2 separate regions of the Mus musculus genome follow, and region 2 is linked to region 1. Evidence: chromatin contacts called from public promoter capture Hi-C data. All regions are on one chromosome and are shown on one strand. Each heading gives the region's core, a stretch centred on a gene start, on an enhancer-like site or on the middle of the called end of the contact. The rest is flanking DNA. Distances are from core to core; before and after follow the strand shown.

Region 1 (2,700 bases), core at 198-2,697:
CACTTGGGAGGCAGAGGCAGGCAGATTTCTGAGTTGGAGGCCAGCCTGGTCTACAAAGTGAGTTCCAGGACAGCCAGGGTTATACAGAGAAACCCTGTCTCGAAAACCCAAAAAAAAAAAAAAAAAAAAAAAAAAAAAAAAAAAAGGAACAGGTCATTTCTGGCTTTAAAGACATCCAAAACCAGGAGAGACGGGCTACACAGATGAAGTAGCGGGAGAGCAGAGAGCAACTGAAGTGTTCTAAATGGAACCTGTTTGCAGAGACCATGACTCAGAAAGGGCGGGTGGGCAGGCGCAGGGCTGGGTAAAAGATCTCAGGTACACTACAGCCTGGCAGAGGGTGGAATGGTCTGCTGTACAGAGGTGAGCCAGGTTTGGCAAAGGGTTCCCGCTTGGTGGGGGTGGGGTTGAGATACCATAGGCTGAGATTTGTGTATCAATTCTCAAAGGAACATGGGTGCTGTTGAAGAGCAGTGGATCTAGGTACAGTTTTATGTTCTAAAGAGGGCTGAGACAGCCAGGCCTGCTATTGTGTGAATGAACCCCTTCCTGTCTTGAATCTTCTCATTTCCAGCCAATTCCCCAACCGGAGGGGTAAGCCTGACCGGCTGCAAGCAATACCACATGAAGGATATTTCTTACCGGTGCTTTGTTCCACTTAGACTGTACAAGTGTAAAACTGGAGCCCATGAGGCTGCCGCAGATTTCTGCAGAACTTGGAGCCATCCCTCCCCGTGTGGAAGCGGTATTGCTGCCAAGTGGCATGCACATTTTCCTTAGTTGCTAAGTGGTGGGAGGTGTTCCTGCCCTGCTTGCTTTGGCTCTCCTAATCATAACACAGCTCTAAATTGAATAAACTCCCCTACAGCCAGAAGTTAGGTCTTAGAATACAAGGAGATAAAAATGAAAGCAGCTATTAGCAAAGAAAACATTTTAATTAAATCGCCATGTCTGGCTGAGACTTTTCTCCATCTGCCGAGAAGCCACCTTGAGTGTGCTGTGTGATTCTCACTAGCCGCCTGAAGTCAGTTTCCTGACCTCAATACTCAAGACATTTGACCTATTTTTTTTCGGGATCAGTTAACAGTTCTGTGTCAGGTGCTGACCTAAGCATTTTGCAGATCTAATATTTCTTTGGGTATTTTAGATGAATCCTTCAAACCTATCCAACCCATCGAAAGACAGCTCGTCATTTACCTCCAGCTCCTCGAGGTTATAGAAAATTGGGAAAATTACAGCAAGTATAGAAAATTGCTTGAAAGTCAGTGGCCCTCCAGAGCTCTGCATCCTACCCCCTAGCTGACCACTAGGCGTGTCAAGGCCTGAGAGCCGTGAAGAGTGGAGTTTGAAGTTTCCCGTGTAAATCTGGCAGGAGGCTGACCCTGTAGCACCATCCCACAGATGGTAGGGATGTTGGCTGGTGAGAGACAAAACAGGATGAAGACAAATGGGCTGAGCTTGTGGGGAAGGCTGGAGGCAGCACCCAGAATAGATGGAGAAGCACTGTCCTACTAGCAGGGAGATCAGTCAGGAGCTTGCAGTACACTGAGATAGTAAGTCAAGATGATCTGGGTTAAGAAATGGCAGGGGTGCTTAGTGGTGGTAGTGGTTCATGCAGGTGGATCTCTGATTTCATGGCCAGCCTAGTCTACACAGCAAGTTCAGGACAGCCAGGGCCACACAGAGAAACCTTGTCCTGGAAAACAGAGAGAGGACAGGAGTGGGGAGGTGTATAATTGTGGTACTGCGGGCTGGTGTGTTAAGCTGAAGAGGCAGAGGCAGGAGGATCATGAGTTCAAGCCCCCCCCCCCCCCTTGGTTCTACCTATAGCAGCTAAGTAAGACTGTCATACCTCTGATTCCAGCACTTGGGAGACAGGCAGGCAAATCTAAATTTGAGACATAAGGAGTTTGAGGCCAACCAGGGCTACCCAGTGAGACCCTGACTCACTAAAAACCACCCAGGGACTGGGGAGATGGCCTAGGGATCAAAAGTACTGGAAGCCTTGCAGACTGAATCATTGCACTCTAATGAGGAATGGGAGGGTGTCTGACCTCTTGTGGCCTCCACAGGCACTGCAGGCATGTGTCAGTCATACATGAAGGCAAAATACTCACACACATAACACATGCACGCACGCGCACACAGCCCTTTTTTCTGCAACAGGGCCTCACTGTAGTTCTAGGAGTCACAGAGATAATTCCTGCCCCTGCCTCCCTAGTACTTTGATAAAAGGTGTGTGCTACCATACCTGGCATAATAAATAAAAAAGTAATTTTTAGAGATATGGACAAGTTGGAGCTCTGGAGTGGCTGAGTGGTTAAGGCTAATGCTCTTACAGAGATCCCAAGTTTGGTTCCCACATCTACTCTGGATATTTCACAACATGCATGTGAGTATGCATAAGCTAAAGTATTTGGAGCTGGAGAAATTGTTAGGTGGTTAAGAGCATATAACATTCTTCCTGAGGACCAGAGTTTGATTTCCAGCACCCACATATAAGGGTACTCACAACAGCCTGTAACTCCAGTTTCAAGGGATTGTCCAGGGTTACCCACACATATGTGACATACTTCACCCACCACATAATTAAAAATAATAAAATCTCGGGATCAGCAGTTAAAGGCTAGGCTTACAACCAAAAGTATGAGTTTGATTCCCAGTATCCATGACTGTCCCCATCCAATAAAAATAATTGTG
Region 2 (2,700 bases), core at 116-2,615, 170 kb after region 1:
GCCAGCTGAAGTGGAGACACGAAAGGTGGGGACTCTGGTATGATTGTATTTTTGGCCATGGGGATAGAGACATCTTAACTAAGGCACTGTCCTGTATGGAATGCATTTCTGCCTGCTGGCCACCGTTTTCTTCCGTGGGCCGGAAAGTCTCAGGGGTGTCACTGAGCAGTCTCTAGACTGTCCTCCTTGTCTGTCCTGTTCAGGTGGTGCTGATGCAGTGCAACATCGAATCTGTGGAGGAGGGAGTCAAACACCATGTAAGCTCAGGGCGGGGCTTCCCAGGGCTGACCACGCGGCCTGCTGGGGAGAAGGAGCCTCATTCTGATTGTCCTTTTTCTAGCTAACACTTCTGCTGAAGCTGGAGGACAAATTGAACCGGCACCTGAGCTGTGACCTGATGCCAAGTGAGCCTCTCCTTTCTTTTGGAGGAGGGAGGATCTATGAGCCATATCCCTTGAGGGGACATGTCAGGGACAGGGACAGGGACAGTACTTGACAGGGCTCTGATCCTCCCAGACTGTATTCAAGCACCCCTCCTGTCTCTCTGTCAGATGAGAGCATCCCGGACTTGGCAGCTGAGCTGGTGCAGCTGGGCTTCATTAGTGAGGTGAGGGTCCTGCCTGTGTTCTGGGTGCCTCCCTGCCCCCCCTCTCTCAGCCCTGCCTTACTGAGCTGCTTCCCCAGGCTGATCAGAGCCGCCTGACTTCTCTGCTGGAGGAGACGCTCAACAAGTTCAACTTCACCAGGAACAGTACACTCAACACAGCCACTGTCACCGTCTCCTCGTAGAGCTCACTTGAGCCAGGCCCCTAGCCAGGCTGTGGCTGTCCCTGGGCATGCTGCAGTCCTCCTGTCCCTTCTCCCCAGTCAGTATTACCCTTCGCGCCCATATTATTTAGGAGGGCTTTAGGGGCTCCCTGGTTGAGTATCACCCTGCCCCTTCCCCTCTCTTCCTCCCCTCTGCACTTTGTTTACTTGTTTTGCACAGACGTGGGCCTGGGCCTTCTCAGCAGCCACCTTCTAGCTGGGGGCTAGTAGCTGACCTGCTGCCTCCTGCCCTACTTGTGTGGACAGGAGGCCCACGGGCACTGGGGAAGCTGAGTTCTACAATCCCGCTGGGGCGCATGGGCAGGAGAGAAAGGTGGTGCTGCAGGGGTGGCCCCCCGGGGGGGGCATTCGAATCACCTCAGTTGCTGCTGTAATAAAGTCTACTTTTTGCTAAAGCATCTTGTGTTGTGCTTGCGGCTCAGTGGGTGGCACCGCCGCTTCGGTTGGGGCGGGGCGGGCCCAGGTAGGGTGGCCCCTTGGAGGCCGGGCCTTAGGTCAGGGGCGGGGCGGGGCCAGGTGGAGCCGCCTGCGGCGGCGCGGAAGCGGCGCTTGAGGTCGGCGTCGGGACAAAGCCAGGTCCAGGTAGAGCCTATGGGCGGAGGGAGTAGAGCGGCCACGATGAGGTGCTGCGGCGTCTGCGCCTTCGGTAAGTTGTACGGCTTTCTACCGCACCTGTGGTCCCACAGGGCGACGCTGGGCCTGGGGCCCCGCCCTGCACGGCTACTGTCCGCCCCTCCCCCTACCTTGCAGATGCCGCCCGAGGGCCCAGGCGGCTGATGCGCGTGGGACTCGCGCTGATCCTGGTGGGCCACGTGAACCTCCTGGTGGGAGCTGTGTTGCATGGTACTGTTCTGCGGCACGTGGCCAACCCCCGAGGCGCGGTCACTCCTGAGTACACCACAGCCAATGTCATTTCTGTGGGTTCGGGACTACTGGTGAGCGTCGCGGGAGGGTGGACAGGCAAGGCGGGTTGGGCTGGGCGCTGAGAGCCAGTAAGCCCTATTAGGCTTGTTGCTTCCGCAGAGCGTTTCAGTGGGACTTGTGGCCCTCTTGGCATCCAGGAACCTTCTTCGCCCACGACTGGTGAGAAGGGTGGAGGAGGTGTCTCAGCACACTACCAATGGACAGGAGCCTCAAATAGAGAAGTATCACGGAGAAACAAACAGGCTGTTTACCCAGGTCTTCTACCCCACTAGCACTGGGCCCTGCTGACGCTGGCCTTGGTGAACCTGCTCTTGTCTGCTGCCTGCTCCATGGGCCTCCTCCTGGCTGTATCGCTCACTGTTGCCAATGGTGGCCGCCGTCTTATTGCTGATTGCCACCCAGGACTGATGGATCCTTCCATACCGCTGGACCAGGGGCCTGGACACACTGACTGCTCCTTTGATCCCACAAGAATTTATGTGAGCTTATTCTTGCTATTGGAGAAACTCTGGTCCTCACCTTTGCTCCAAGGCCTAGTCCTCTTTGTTACTTTGGGTTTTAGGATACAGCTTTGGCTCTCTGGATCCCTTCTCTGTTCATGTCTGCAGCTGAGGCTGCTCTTTCTGGTTACTGTTGTGTGGCTGCACTCACGCTACGGGGAATTGGGCCCTGCAGGAAGGAAGGGTTGCAGGAACAGGTAAGGAAGAGGAACAGGAAGGGCTCGTTCCATACCCTGGTTGTGTTGAAAAGGAGCTGGTGTGTCAATTTAAGTCCCAATTACTGAATTCCCTCCTTTGGGCAGCTGCAGGAACTGACAGAGCTTGAACTTCCCGAGTGTAAAAGGCAGGAGAACGTGCAGCTGCTCCATGGCCGTCAGGACTTCCAGGCCTTACAGAAGACCTGGGTTTAGGTCAGGTGAAGGCCCTGGGGTGGGATGCATTCTTGGGG

What was found. Promoter capture Hi-C pulls out the DNA fragments that hold promoters and counts their contacts.
Region 2: a promoter capture Hi-C map of hippocampal neurons shows a contact between it and region 1, with 6 times the contacts expected there. The contact joins the promoter of Krtcap3 here to the enhancer-like site in region 1. A contact is called at or near these places in 6 of 39 promoter capture datasets (the 3T3-L1 cell line, hippocampal neurons, liver and 1 more), 4 of 484 Hi-C or Micro-C datasets (embryonic stem cells, female germline stem cells and liver), 2 of 115 datasets of contacts at active chromatin or transcription factors (embryonic limb bud and pancreatic cancer cells) and 3 of 9 other capture datasets (adipose tissue, liver and pancreatic islet).

What each region holds. Positions count from the first base shown.
Region 1 is chr5:31,079,519-31,082,218 of GRCm38.p6, forward strand. Gm38601 (a long non-coding RNA gene) reads right to left here. Exons shown (of 2, transcript XR_868326.1): 2 at 915-1,888. Among named protein-coding and RNA genes, the nearest start is that of Gm38601, 3.0 kb to the right of the region's middle. Within about 2 kb of position 1,448, at least 15 of the 459 cell types and tissues checked have an H3K27ac peak or open chromatin away from gene starts, as enhancers often do. A contact at or near this core is called in hippocampal neurons, where this site is marked.
Region 2 is chr5:31,250,341-31,253,040 of GRCm38.p6, forward strand. Krtcap3 (keratinocyte associated protein 3) reads left to right here and starts at 1,366. Exons shown (of 7, transcript NM_001363337.1): 1 at 1,366-1,474; 2 at 1,579-1,763; 3 at 1,852-1,911; 4 at 2,025-2,231; 5 at 2,315-2,449; 6 at 2,555-2,662. The coding sequence starts at 1,447. The coding sequence ends at 2,662. Nrbp1 (nuclear receptor binding protein 1) reads left to right here. Exons shown (of 18, transcript NM_147201.2): 14 at 1-25; 15 at 204-257; 16 at 341-404; 17 at 552-607; 18 at 685-1,223. The coding sequence ends at 789.